Regions from separate parts of the Mus musculus genome. Here all the other regions are linked to region 3. Evidence: chromatin contacts called from public Hi-C data. All regions are on one chromosome and are shown on one strand. The core of a region is the stretch at or near the end of the contact, and the rest is flanking DNA. Distances in the headings are between cores, read along the strand shown.

Region 1 (4,510 bases), core at 507-3,006, 180 kb after region 3:
CTCCCTAGAGCAGGTGAGTACCACTATCCATTTTTATCAGGTTCTGAGGATCAAACCCAGGGTCTTATGCATGCACTGTACCAACCGAGTCACATCCCCAGTGGCAATCCCAGTACAAACACAGACAGCTATCCTGGAGTCTCTGGTCTTTGATATTAAAGACCATGTGTCAGGTGAAACTTTGATCAAACAAATCCACTTCATGCTTTTTTGGTTTTGTTTTGTCAGCCTGCCTTTCTCTATAGCAGTGTCAACCATGTGCCTTTAAAGTTGGTAGGTTCCTTGGGAGCACTTTTACGCGGTTTCTCAAAGGATATCCAGCATGGATCTGCCAAATCTCAACTGTTCAGCAGAGGTACCGGGTTTCATGTCAATCCCGGCATCTCAGGGAATCCTCCAGGCACAGGAGCACAAGCGTGTAACGGAGAAGCTTGGTGTGGTGGCCTTGAGGTCACACAAAGCCATAAGGTAAGGACAAAAAGGACACACTACGTGGCAACGCACTCATCTCCTAAGTGATTCTGTCCTGAGTGATTGGCTATGGGGAGAAGTAAGTGATCGGCTGAACCAGACAGGACTCAGGTCCTGTGCTCTGTGTGTGTGTGTGTGTGTGTGTGGTGTTATACATTTGCGCCGAGCTGTGTGAAAGTCAGAAGACAACCTCAAGTGCTACTTTCCAAGTGTAGTTCACCTTCTTTTTCTTTTAAACAATTTTATATATATGTATTTTTTTTTTTTGGAGGGGAGTGCCCTGATCCATGTACACGAGACCATAATGCAGGTCAGAAGACTATGTCCACAAGTCAGTTCTCTCCTTTCGACATACAGGTTGGGAATCAAGCTCTCCTCAGATCTGTGGCAACGAGTGCCTTTACCCACTGAGCTGTCTTGCCAGCCCTCCCTTGTTTTGAAGCAAGGCCTAGATGAACTCTTCAAGATGGCTGGGCTGATGGTCAGTGAGCCCCAGGGATCTGCCTGTCTCTGCCTCTTCAGTGTTGGGACTGCAGATGTGGGCCACACACCCGTCTTTTTTTTTTTTTTTTTTTTTCATTTTGTGTGCATGCAAGTGCCTGGTGCCTACCAAACACAGAAGAGGGCATTGAGGATCCCCTGGAGCTGGAGTTAGAGACAGTTTGAGTTGCCCTGTGTGTACTGGGAACTGAACCTAGATTCTCTGCAAAAACAGGAACAGGAAGTGTTCTTAACTGCTGAGACATCTCTACAACCCCCACCCCCAGCTTTTAGAGAGAGAGAGAGAGTGAGAGAGAGAGAACGAGAGCACTCTAGGGATTGAACTCTGGTCTTCAAGCTTGCAAGACAAGCACTTTTCAGGCGCTAGCTCTTCCTGCCTCCCTCCAAGTGCTTTTGAAATCTCTCTTCTCATTTGATGTCACTATAGTGCTCTAATCATGGGGCTATTTGACCAAATAAAGAGGTAAGTCAACGTAATAGCCTTCAAGGGGCCACCTCTGACTCTTGAGGGCCTCCAGGGTTTGGGAAGCCCTAAGCAAGGCTGCAAGAGGAGCGGACGGAGGGCACTCTCCCCAAAGCCCTTTCAAGCCAGGTCTTTGAGCACCATAGGCTCCCAGCAGCCAGCCCTCCCAGTTTGTAAATTCTTGACCAGGAACCTCCTGTTCTCTCAAATTGCTCAAGTGGTGGAGGGGCCAATTTCCTGCGGTTTAATAAACAGGCTGTTTATAGCCAGGAGCAGTCACGGGGCAGCAACCAGCAGGGACAGGCCAGGAGGTCATGCTGCTCCTGGAGTCAGGCTCTTCATAAACACCCGCCCCTTCTCCAGTGAGCCTCCTGGGAGGGGACAGCTCTGAACACACGGCCCTTGCTGGGCAGAGCACCAAGAACCACACGTTTTCCTTCTTTTTACAATGTCTGCCTCTCTCCCTCTCCACTCTCCTGCCCATCCCCCTCCCTGCACCCCCTATCTTCTCTAGTGGACAAGGATGCCTTTCCAGAGGACCTGCACCTGGTACCTCTGAGTGGGCAATTGATCTTTCTGAGCTTCAGTTTTCTTGGTTCTCCTATTATCCTTCACCCTAACCTTCCCTCTAAGGAGAAATCCTTTCCCTTCCCTGCCTGTCTTCTCCAAACTTGTCCCCATTGCCACTGCTGGCCATGTTAAGCTGATTGCCCTTTTACTGCCTTGGGGGATGGACCAAAAAGCCAGGCTTCAAGCTCAAGACAACTGATTCTGATGGGGTCAGGCTGGCCTTGGCACGTTCCCACAAGGCCATGCCCTAGGGCTCTCTGCTTTTTAATAAACTGATCCTATCATCTGGAGGGTAGGTTGGGGTGGAGGAACAGTGTAGAACAGGAGGGCATAGATACTTTGCTTGTTGGCTTCTTCTGGACTTCTGTCTGGCTCTTCCATTGCCTTAACGGTAAGAAACTACCATGTGAATGGCAGGCAAGTCCCCTCCGTTGTCTGGACTACAAATGCAGGGCACAAAGTGAGCTCTCCAAGATGGAAGCCTGTTCTTCTTCTGTTATGATATAGTAGCTGAGGACTCCATCTTAGAGGGCTGAGGCCAGCCCTGTGAGCAACCTGAGGCTGATAAGACAATACAAAACACCGGCCTAGGATGTTGTCCCATGCCAGCAGAACTGAAGGTCCCCAGGAGCAGATGTAGCCTTTAAAAAGTTGCAGTCTTAAATCCATCCAAGGAGATTGTGGTTAGTTGCAGCTTTAATAAAATTTGGCTAATTAAAACTTGATAAGAGTTCAGGTGGTCTCTCCCGGTGGTCTCAAAGTCTGCAACAATGAAGAAGCACTCTAACCAAAAGCAAATTAAAGAAAGAAATGGTTTGTTTGTCTGATACTTCAGTTGATGATCCAACAATGAGTGATGTCAGGGTAAGAACTCAAGCAGGAACTTGAAGCAGAAATCAAGGAGGAAGGCTGCTTGATGCTTCACCCTGAGGGTCTAACTAACTTTCTTATACAACCCAGGCCCTCCTGCCTAAGGGTGGTGCTGCCCACAGTGAGCTGGGCTCTCCTGCATCAAAGATTAAGACAATCCTCCACAGGTATGGCCACAGGCCAATTTGATCTAGAAAATTCTTCAACTGAGGCTCCTTCTCAGATCAGTTATCTCAGTCTGTGTCAACTTGATGGACAGTTAAAGCTAACTAGGACAGATCCCATCTCCATTACCGAGAAGCCAGGTTTACTGAACCTCTCTATGCCTGCTTCCTTCATTGTAAATCAGCACCCAGCACTTAGGAGGTACAGTCAGGCAGAGTTTTGTGAGTTCAAGACTAGCACGGGTTATATAATAAGCACCAGGCTAGGCAGGGCTACATTAGGGACACTGTCACAAACAAATAAATATCCCCAAATTCTCCCCTTCCCCCAAAAAATGAGGACTGGAGAGATGGCTTAGTAGTTAAGAGCACTGGCTACCTTTTTCAAAAGGCTTGGAACCTCTCTAGAATGTTTGGTAAAGCCTTGACTTATGACTTTCTTTGGTCTATAACTAATGAACTCTCATGAAACTACTACTAAGGAGGGACATGTTACTTAGGGCAACTTGAATCTTAGCCAGAGCCATTCATATTGGCATAAGAATAAATTCTATCTTATTCTTGTTGAGCTGATAATTGTTTTGTGTCCACATAAAAACCATCATGGGCACTTATTTAGAGGCAGGGTCTTAGGTAGCTTAGGATAATACCTCCAATTTGAAGTGTAGCTGAGTGTGACCTTGAACTGCTGATCCACCTGTTTCTGCTAGAATAACAGGCAATGTGCCACCGTACTTGGTTTATATCATGCTTGGGATCAAACACAGGCTTTGTGCATGTCAGGCAAGCATCCTACCAACTGAACTACATCCTCAGCCCCGTCACCGTCATCTTGACCAGTCATAACCATGTAAATTGGAGGGACTGTATCCCACGTCCAGAGCCAAATCCTTCCTTGTGTTAGTTCTCGCTCAACACTGTGACAAAATACCTGGGAAACAGCTGTCTTAGTCACTGTTCCACTGCTGTGAAGAGACACCACGACCAAGGCAACTCTTAGGAAAGGAAGCATTTCATGGAGGCTTGCTTACAGTTTTGGAGACTGATCCCTTATCATTATGGCTGGAAGCAAGGTGGAAGGCCTGCAGGCATGGTGCTGAAGTAACTAAGAGTTACACCCTGATTGCAGGCAGAGAGAGAGAGAGAGAGAGAGAGAGAGAGAGAGAGAGAGAGAGAGAGAGAGACTAGGCTTGTCATCATGTTTTATTTTTTTAAAGATTTACGTATTTTATGTATATGAGTACACTGTAGCTGTCTTCAGACACACCAGAAGTGGGTATCGGCTCCCATTACAGATGGTTGTGAGCCACCATGTGTTTGCTGGGAATTGAACTCAGGATCTCTGGGAGAGCAAAAAGTAGTCAGTGCTCTTAACTGCTGAGCCATCTCTCCAGCCCCCTGGCATGGGTTTAAACCCTCAAAGCCCACCTCCCATCCCCAGTGACGCACCTCCTCCAAGACCACACCTAAT
Region 2 (4,003 bases), core at 301-2,800, 140 kb before region 3:
AATTGCTTTTTTGTATGCTTCAGTTTCAACTCTAAATGTGGTAGGCTTTCAATACTCAAGAAAGTTTCTTTTCCATGGCCTATCCTATGATGATATTTAAATAACATCAGAACCATATAGCACCTTTATATATTTTTATCTCTGACACTTCTGTTGTGGTTGAAATGATGTCTAAAATGATAATAGAGGTAACATGTCCCAAATTTGGTAACTTTCTTTACCTGTTCCACCAGAAAATTAAAAAGTAGGCTCGGGGGAATGCGGAGAGGAAATATGTGTATCTCTGTCTGTGTGTCAACGAAGTGGGGAGGCCTCTTTAAAGGGACATAATTTTTTTCCAGTGTTTTTTCCTTTGCCAGTAATGGAGTCAGTAAACTTCAGATGAGCTGAGGGGAAGAGCTAGAGAAAATAAAGGCACATAGGAAATCGGCCCAAGTAAAAATAGTTTGTTTCCAATACTTGTACTCTTTAATAATTTGAGATAATATTTCATTTAGACTTGTGTTTAATGAATATATTTTTATTTTCCATAAGAGCCTAGATAGTTGTTAGAACTCTAGAAAATTTGGCTTTTAAAAAGAGTTATATTTATATGTATGTATATTATGTATGATTGTTTTTCCTGCATGTGTGTAAGTGAACTACATGTGTGCAGTGTCCACAGAGGTCTAAAGAGGGTATTGGCTGCCCTAGAACTGTAGGTGGTCAAACTGCAGTGGATAACAATGTGCTTTAATACTTAGTGCACATGCAAGAGGTATATAGCATGTTTATGTATCAGGAAAAGTCAGGAAGTCATTTTAGGCTACAGTCATCTTACATTTGCTGTTTGAAACGTGGAGCTGTTATCTCTTTTTTGTAAAGGGAGTTTGTTTGTGATGTTGTTGTTGTTTTAGAAAATGTTTAAAAACCAAGCTAAGCTCTGGCTACTGGTTGTGCTTAAGTTCCTTGAGATCCCCTCAGTGAAATGCATGCCAGCATGTTTAAAGCCCAGAGTTTATTCTGGCATTTTACCATGTCCTTTTTATTTACTAAGACTTAGAAATCGTTAGCTTACATTTTCATGTACCTATTAATTTATCACCAGGTTGTTTAAGTATTTGACTGGTGGGAGGGTTCATCAGGTAAAGGTCCTTGCCACCGAGTCTGACAGCCTGCTCTCCAGAAATTGTTCCCTGACCTCCACCATTGGTGTGGAGTGTGTGGGTGGGGAGTAAATAATGTAAGAAGATGTTAATAAAAAGTGTTTAAGGATTGTTAATTTTTGGCTGGGTGGTGGTGGCGGCCCACTTAATCCCAGCACTCAGGAGGCAGAGGCAGGCGGATTTCTGAGTTCGAGGCCAGCCTGATCTACAAAGTGAGTTCCAGGACAGCCAGGGCTATACAGAGAAACCCTGTCTCGAAAAACAACAACAGCAACAAAAAACAAAAACAACAACAACAAAAAAAGAATTGTTAATTTTTAAACGAGTAAACTTAATGTGCAACTAGTTACAAGCCAGACGTCATGATTCTCGCTTTAATTCAAGCACTTGGCCAGGAGGTGGCAGGATGAACATGATTTCAAAACCATATGATGAGTCAGGCGGCATGGGTTACTTAAGACTTTGTCTCAAAGAGAAAAAAAGAAGAGGAAGAGAGAAAAAGAAGAAAGAGGACTAGGGTGAGGAGACATATATTACTAGCCAGAATACTAACTAACATACATACATACATACATACATACATACATACATACATACATACATGCATACAGAAAATTACTGCCTAGAATTTTAATGTGCACATTTAATGTATTAAATATGCCTTTAAAAAATATTTAACAATGAATTTCCCTTTATACCTCTTTATCATCTTTTTCCCCTTTAAGAAACAAAGTATTTTCATTAGCTGGCAACAATGTAAAGGAAACATTTAAGAGAATTTAAAATAACCCAGGACCCAGATCAAAAACACTCCCATTGGCGAAACCTAGGGACATTTGGGAATTCAAATAAAAATTTATAGTGGTGATGGTGCCTTCATATATCATACAAGTAGTTAAAATCTTGATGATCTGAAGAAATGAAGAAGGATGATGAGCTAGCACTCCTTGATGGTAGAATGCCAACTAACAAATGGTAAGGAAACACTTGGCTTACAATTGGTAAAACTAGGGAGGCTAATGTTCAGTTAGGCAACAGAATACTTAGGACATCACAGAGGATGTTCCTAGCAATTATTTATAAAGGGGACATTACTAAATTTCTGATGTTAAAATATGGCAGATTTTCATCAGAATAGTAATTACTGCTACTGCTATTTTATATATACACACAAACTAATGGGATATTACTCCTGTTGTGACAACACTGAGAAGAAGAAAGGTCATGACTAGAATGTATTCTTGTTCAGCATTCATACTTAAACAAAAGTCACAAATTATCAGACAAATTAGAGAATGTTCTACAAATTGATGAGATCTCAATGACAGGAGATAGAACAGTCATGGAACCATTCTAAAAGACATAAATATAGCATCTAATGAACATAATGGTTGTTTTTCTTTTGACTACTGGACAGTGGAGAATTGTAAATCCTGTTAGCAACATGGCATACAGGTAAGATACTATTGAAACCTTGATTTTGATAACTGTTTTGCTAATATGAGAAAGTTCAAGGGATAAGAAAATGCATGTTGATAAATTTCATGAGAAATAGACAATGTCCCTCCAGTTACTTTTTAGAACTGTTTTTGCTGATTCATCTGTGTTTATAATGCTTTATTAATTATAGTAGAAAATAATCCAATATTTCAGAATGTATTAAAATGTTGAGAATTCATTGAAATATTTGATCTCTAGTAACTTCAAGGATGATTGGAACTACCTACAACCAGACACCTTTTTCTTCATTGGATGTGTTAGCTTAGTTGGTATCTTTCAAAGCAAAGATCACTTTGTTGCCATGGTTGTAAATGCCTGTAGTTCCAGAACCTGAGACAGGTGAAATGCTGAACTTTCAAGGACAATGTGGGTCATAGTGAGACCCTCTCTCATAAGCAGAAAAAAAAACAATTTATCTTGTTTTTAAGAGGTTGTGAATCTGTTATCTAGAATGCATTTCATTACAGTCACAAAGATTTCTTTTCCCTTTAGGAATTTTTAGGTTGAGACTATACTTTAAAAGGTTCTGTACATGATTTTTATTTCATTTTATTTTTTTATTTTTGATTTTTAAATATAGTTTCTTCCAGGTAGAAAGATAAGGACAGCTACTTAACAGCCTATGACCCAATACATTCTTGGAGTTAGACCAGTTTTTCTTAAGAGAGAACAACTATATGAAAGGCACCCATGGTGTAACTTGAAGACTTCATCAAAAATTAAAAATAATGATAAAGGGTTTTATTAGCAGGCAGTCATTGGCATTGGAAAGCATCTAATAAAATTGGAACTTTTGTCTTTGCTGGGAGTGTGAGGTGCTGCCACCAGTTAGAAAAATGGTTAGGTAGGTCAACATATTACCCATTCATTTCACCCCTACATATATAACATCTGGTAAACGGATGTACACATTATCCATAATTTCCCAGAAATAGAAATAGCATAAATATCTGCAACCTGAATAAACCTTATTCAGTGTCCATAAGATGGAATAGTACTCTGCTTTATATAGAGTGAGCTGTCTATTCTTCCATAAATTAACAAACCTTGAAAATACTCTGTTAAGTGAAAGAAGCCAGAAGGGGTGAGGTAGTGGTGATTGGGATGTAAAGTGAGTAAATAAATTAATTGATAGAAAAAAATATTGTGTTGAATGCAAAAATAAAAAATGGAAAGAAGCTAGACAACAAAACCATCAGTTATATTACTTCATTTATATAAGTTATGTACAATAGGACTCCAGGTGGTGGCACATGCTTTTAATCCTAGTACTCTGGAGACAGTGGCAGGCAGAACTCTTGTGAGTATAAGGTAAGGTTAGGCAGGTCTACTACATACATAGTGAGTTTGATGCCAGC
Region 3 (3,885 bases), core at 96-2,595:
AATTGTGAAGTCTTCACCGTAACATGCTAAAGCTCCTCCCCAGAACCATGATAGGAAACCCGAAGAGCCATAGTTGAAGCTGATAAGAGTGGCGTGAACGAGCCTGTTGTCTTGGACTGCTGCCCTGGTAAGTCACGCATGTGTGGCACCTACCTATGGGAATCTTGGGGTTTTTTTTTTTTTTTTTAAAGAATGATTGAGTGAAGCATACCAAAGCACACATTTAATTCCACCACTCAGCTATCAGGGGGAAGTGGATCTCTTATGAGTTCATGACAGTTCTGGGGCTGGCGAGATGGCTCAGTGGGTAAGAGCACTGACTACTCTGCTGAAGGCCCTGTTCAAATCCCAGCAACCACGTGAAGGCTCACAACCACCCATCTGTTCATCTACAGTGTACTCACATACACAAAGGAAATAAATCTTTTTATTTTCAATTTTTTATTAGATATTTTCTTCATTTACATTTCAAATGTTATCCCGAAAGTCCCCTATACCCTCTCCCCCCCCCTCCCGCCCTGCTCCCCTACCCACCCACTCCCAAGAAAATAAATCTTAAAAAAAAAAAAAAAAAAAAAGAAAAGAAAAGAAAGAAATTCTGGTCTACATAGAGTTCCAGGACAGCCAAAGCTACACACAGACACCCTGTCTCCAAAAAAAAAAAAAAAAAAAAAAAAAAAAAAAAAAAATAGACTTGACAATATGAAAAGAAATACGTACTGGCTGGCTGGGAAGTAGGAAGATACTTTGGTTCACACACCTCCAAGGGAGGATATATATAAAGTGTATACCAAAAGGGCAAACATCTACAGTGCTTGACCTGCAAGCCTAACAACTGAGTCCACATAAAGGCAGGAGCAGAGACCCAGCTCTCCAAAGTTGTTTCTCTGTGCGTGTACCCACAGAGGTGTCATGCACACACAATAGTCATTTTTTTAAAGGTATATTTACTTACATGAGCACACTGTAGCTGTCATCAGATAGACACACCAGAAGAGGGCATCAGATCCCATTATAGATGGTTGTGAGCCACCGTGTGGTTGCTGGGAATTAAACTCAGGACCTCTAGAAGAGCAATCAGTGCTCTTAACCACTGAGCCATCTCTCCAGCCTAATAGTCATTTTTAAACAAGCATTTCTTAAACAGTGCAGGGTCAAGTCTGAGGTCTAACTCTCCTCAGTTTGTATTAGGACCCTCAGAGGCTGGAAGTGAGTGTTTTGTTATTCAGCCAATCTTACAATATGGAGTTCTGGTTTGAGTTTTTGCAACTTGAGTTCTTTGGCAATTGGAGAGAAGAGTCTCTCCCAGGGCATAGTTAGGGACCTTTAGAGTCAGCCAGGTAGTTGTGGCGCACACCTTTAGTCCCAGCACTAAGGAGGCAGAGGGAGGCGGATCTCTGAGTTTGAGGCCAACTTGTTCCACAGAGTGAATTCAAGAACAGCCAAGACTACTTAGAAAAACTGCCTTAGGCAAATTTCTGAGTTCGAGGCCAGCCTGGTCTACAGAGTGAGTTCCAGGACAGCCAGGGCTACACAGAGAAACCCTGTCTTGAAAAAGAGAGAGAGACAGACAGACACTAGGTGGCGCCAAGCTACAACGTGACTGGGTTTTCTAGTTGGTTTAGTTTTGAATTAAGATGGTAAGCCCAGCATACTGATGGCTCTCACCTCCCATTTTCTACCACCCCTGCCTACTTCCTCACAAATCTCTCCAATTCATTTTTTGTTTAGAGACCCACCAGTTCCATGGGTGTGAAACCGCCTTCAACTTGAGTACAACTAAAGACAGTGATTCTCACTCCTGGAGTCTGAATTGGCAGTAGTTGTGAGTGAGGTAAAGAAAGGTCCTGTGAGCACCCCCCCACACACACACACACACACACACACACACACACACACCTCCCCGGATGTTTGTTCACAGGCTGGTCTCCTGTGGCCAGCACAGACAACCGCAGTTGTTCCCATCTGTGATATTGCCATGTGAAGTCCAAGGGATGGCACTTTGTAGCCCTTCACCTGTCTTCTGACTCATATACACCCCTCTTCCACCGTATGCTCTGAGCATTAGAGGCTGGGGCAGAAGGGCGTCTAAGTGGCTTGTTCAGGGCTGAGCCCACAACTCTCCCTCATTCTCTGCATGCTGTGAGGGGAGGCATCTCTGTCTACAGATATAAGCGTGGGTGTTTACGGCAGTATATTGCTGTGTCCATTTAGTTAGCCATCAGAAATCCAGTCCCTGCGTGGGCCTACCACTTCCCCAACTACTACCTCCCCAGCCCTAGAATTTCAGCCAGGCTTAGAGTAGCAGGCATTGGTCCATTGTCCCCTGAGAAGTGGACATTGATTCCATTCAGAGGTTACAGTAGCTAGAAAATGGAGACAGCCTCCATGCCCAACAACTGGTGAATGGACAACAAAGATGTAGTGCATATACCTCCTTGTACTTCAGTTGCACAGAAAGTGCAATTTACAAAGAAATGGACAGAATTGGGAATAGTTATTCAAAGAGAGGGGGGAGTAGTGTAGCTCAGCGGCAGAGAGTTTGCATAGCATAATCAAAGCCCTGGATTTAATCCTCAATACCACCAATAAACAGTGAAGTAACGCAGGCCCAAAGACAAATGGGACATAGCTTCAAGTCTTCGATATTCTCTAGCAAAAATGGAGTACTGCTGTGAGCCAGAAAATGAGGGCAGGGAGCTTAAGGGAAGAGGGACAGCAGAACATAAAATATTGTAGGTGGAAAGGATTAACCAGCATAAAGAGAGTGTAAAGAAACCAGCTGGAGAGTAAGATGTGAGCTGAGTGCGGTAGCACATGCTTTTAATTCCTGCACTCAGGAGGCAGAAGTAGGTGGATCTCAATTTGAGGCCAGCCTGGTCAACAGAGAAACCCTGTTTTGAAAAAGAAAGATGCTCGCCTGCGTAATAGCGTGTCTGCTCTGTGGGTGGTGGCTAACCAATATCATCTTTGGGGGCAGAGGATCCTCCATCATCACAAGCAACCGTGAGCAGCCGGTGTGCATGCTGACAACTGAAAGCTCGTCCCCTGCAAGAGCAGTAGTCACTTTTTATTTTGTTCTGTTTTAAAATAAGGTCTCACTATGTAGCCGTGGCTAGTCTGGAACTCACTATGTAGACCAGGCTGAACCAGAACTCATGGAGATGGATCTGCCTCTGCCTCCTTAAAGGTGTGTGCCGCCACAATCAGCAGTAATCCCTTAACCATCAAACTAGCTCTCCAGCCCTGGAAAAGATGTCCTTTGTTTCAAACTAGATTAATGTGTCTTCTTTATGGCTTGCGCTTCTAAGTAAGCATTTTCCTAGTCCTCAGTAATGGCCACCTTTCATATATGATACTCAGAGCACATGTGTGTAGGGTGGTGCCAAGTCTATCTGCAGCTCACATCATTTCTCCTGTTTACTGAAAAGCCACTTCCCACCACCCATCAGTTATCTTTGCCGTTACGTCGAGGATCAGTGTGACTGTGTACGTTTATTGTTGGGTCTCTAAGTCTGCCTTCATATTGTACTACTGTGGCTGTGTTGTGAGAGTCCACAGCACTACCGGCAATCTTTCCATGCATAATTCTGGATAGCTTTATTTTTCTTTTTATTGGCTCTTTTTCTTCCTCTTTCTTTGTTCCAAATAGAACAGCCTTGGATTCATCGCCCCTGTGTATCAGCCCCCCAACTGGAAGACGATGTCTGTTTTCTGTGTCTGGCTCATGGATTTATTCTTCATGTGAAGGTTTTTGATTTTATTTATTTTTAAATGTGTGGATGCTTTGGCCTGTAGGAATATCTGTGCACCAATGTGTGCCTGATGCCTTTAGATGCCAATAACAGGCACTGGGTCCCTGTTACAGACAGTGGTGAGCCACCT

The links. A called contact is a pair of places that touch in the nucleus more often than the background predicts.
Region 1: a Hi-C map of bone marrow-derived macrophages shows a contact between it and region 3, with 40 read pairs. The contact joins two enhancer-like sites. A contact is called at or near these places in 3 of 15 datasets of contacts at CTCF or cohesin (CD8 T cells, embryonic stem cells and stem cell-derived epiblast-like cells), 17 of 484 Hi-C or Micro-C datasets (CD4 T cells, bone marrow-derived macrophages, embryonic stem cells and 5 more), 8 of 115 datasets of contacts at active chromatin or transcription factors (the HPC-7 cell line, double positive thymocytes, embryonic basal ganglia and 4 more) and 2 of 9 other capture datasets (embryonic tail and embryonic trunk).
Region 2: a contact with region 3 is called in a Hi-C map of bone marrow-derived macrophages, with 5 times the contacts expected there. The contact joins two enhancer-like sites. A contact is called at or near these places in 1 of 15 datasets of contacts at CTCF or cohesin (pro-B cells), 13 of 484 Hi-C or Micro-C datasets (the Ba/F3 cell line, the C10 cell line, CD4 T cells and 8 more) and 1 of 115 datasets of contacts at active chromatin or transcription factors (the 230-238 cell line).

The regions. Positions count from the first base shown.
Region 1 is chr11:54,883,390-54,887,899 of GRCm38.p6, forward strand. No RefSeq gene overlaps it. Among named protein-coding and RNA genes, the nearest start is that of Gpx3, 17 kb to the right of the region's middle. RefSeq lists an enhancer at 1-768. Within about 2 kb of position 1,757, at least 114 of the 459 cell types and tissues checked have an H3K27ac peak or open chromatin away from gene starts, as enhancers often do. A contact at or near this core is called in bone marrow-derived macrophages and muscle stem cells, where this site is marked.
Region 2 is chr11:54,561,406-54,565,408 of GRCm38.p6, forward strand. The region is part of intron 5 of Rapgef6 (Rap guanine nucleotide exchange factor (GEF) 6); the gene reads left to right. Among named protein-coding and RNA genes, the nearest start is that of Rapgef6, 41 kb to the left of the region's middle. Within about 2 kb of position 1,551, at least 7 of the 459 cell types and tissues checked have an H3K27ac peak or open chromatin away from gene starts, as enhancers often do. A contact at or near this core is called in bone marrow-derived macrophages, where this site is marked.
Region 3 is chr11:54,701,901-54,705,785 of GRCm38.p6, forward strand. No RefSeq gene overlaps it. Among named protein-coding and RNA genes, the nearest start is that of Cdc42se2, 84 kb to the right of the region's middle. Within about 2 kb of position 1,346, at least 13 of the 459 cell types and tissues checked have an H3K27ac peak or open chromatin away from gene starts, as enhancers often do. A contact at or near this core is called in bone marrow-derived macrophages and muscle stem cells, where this site is marked.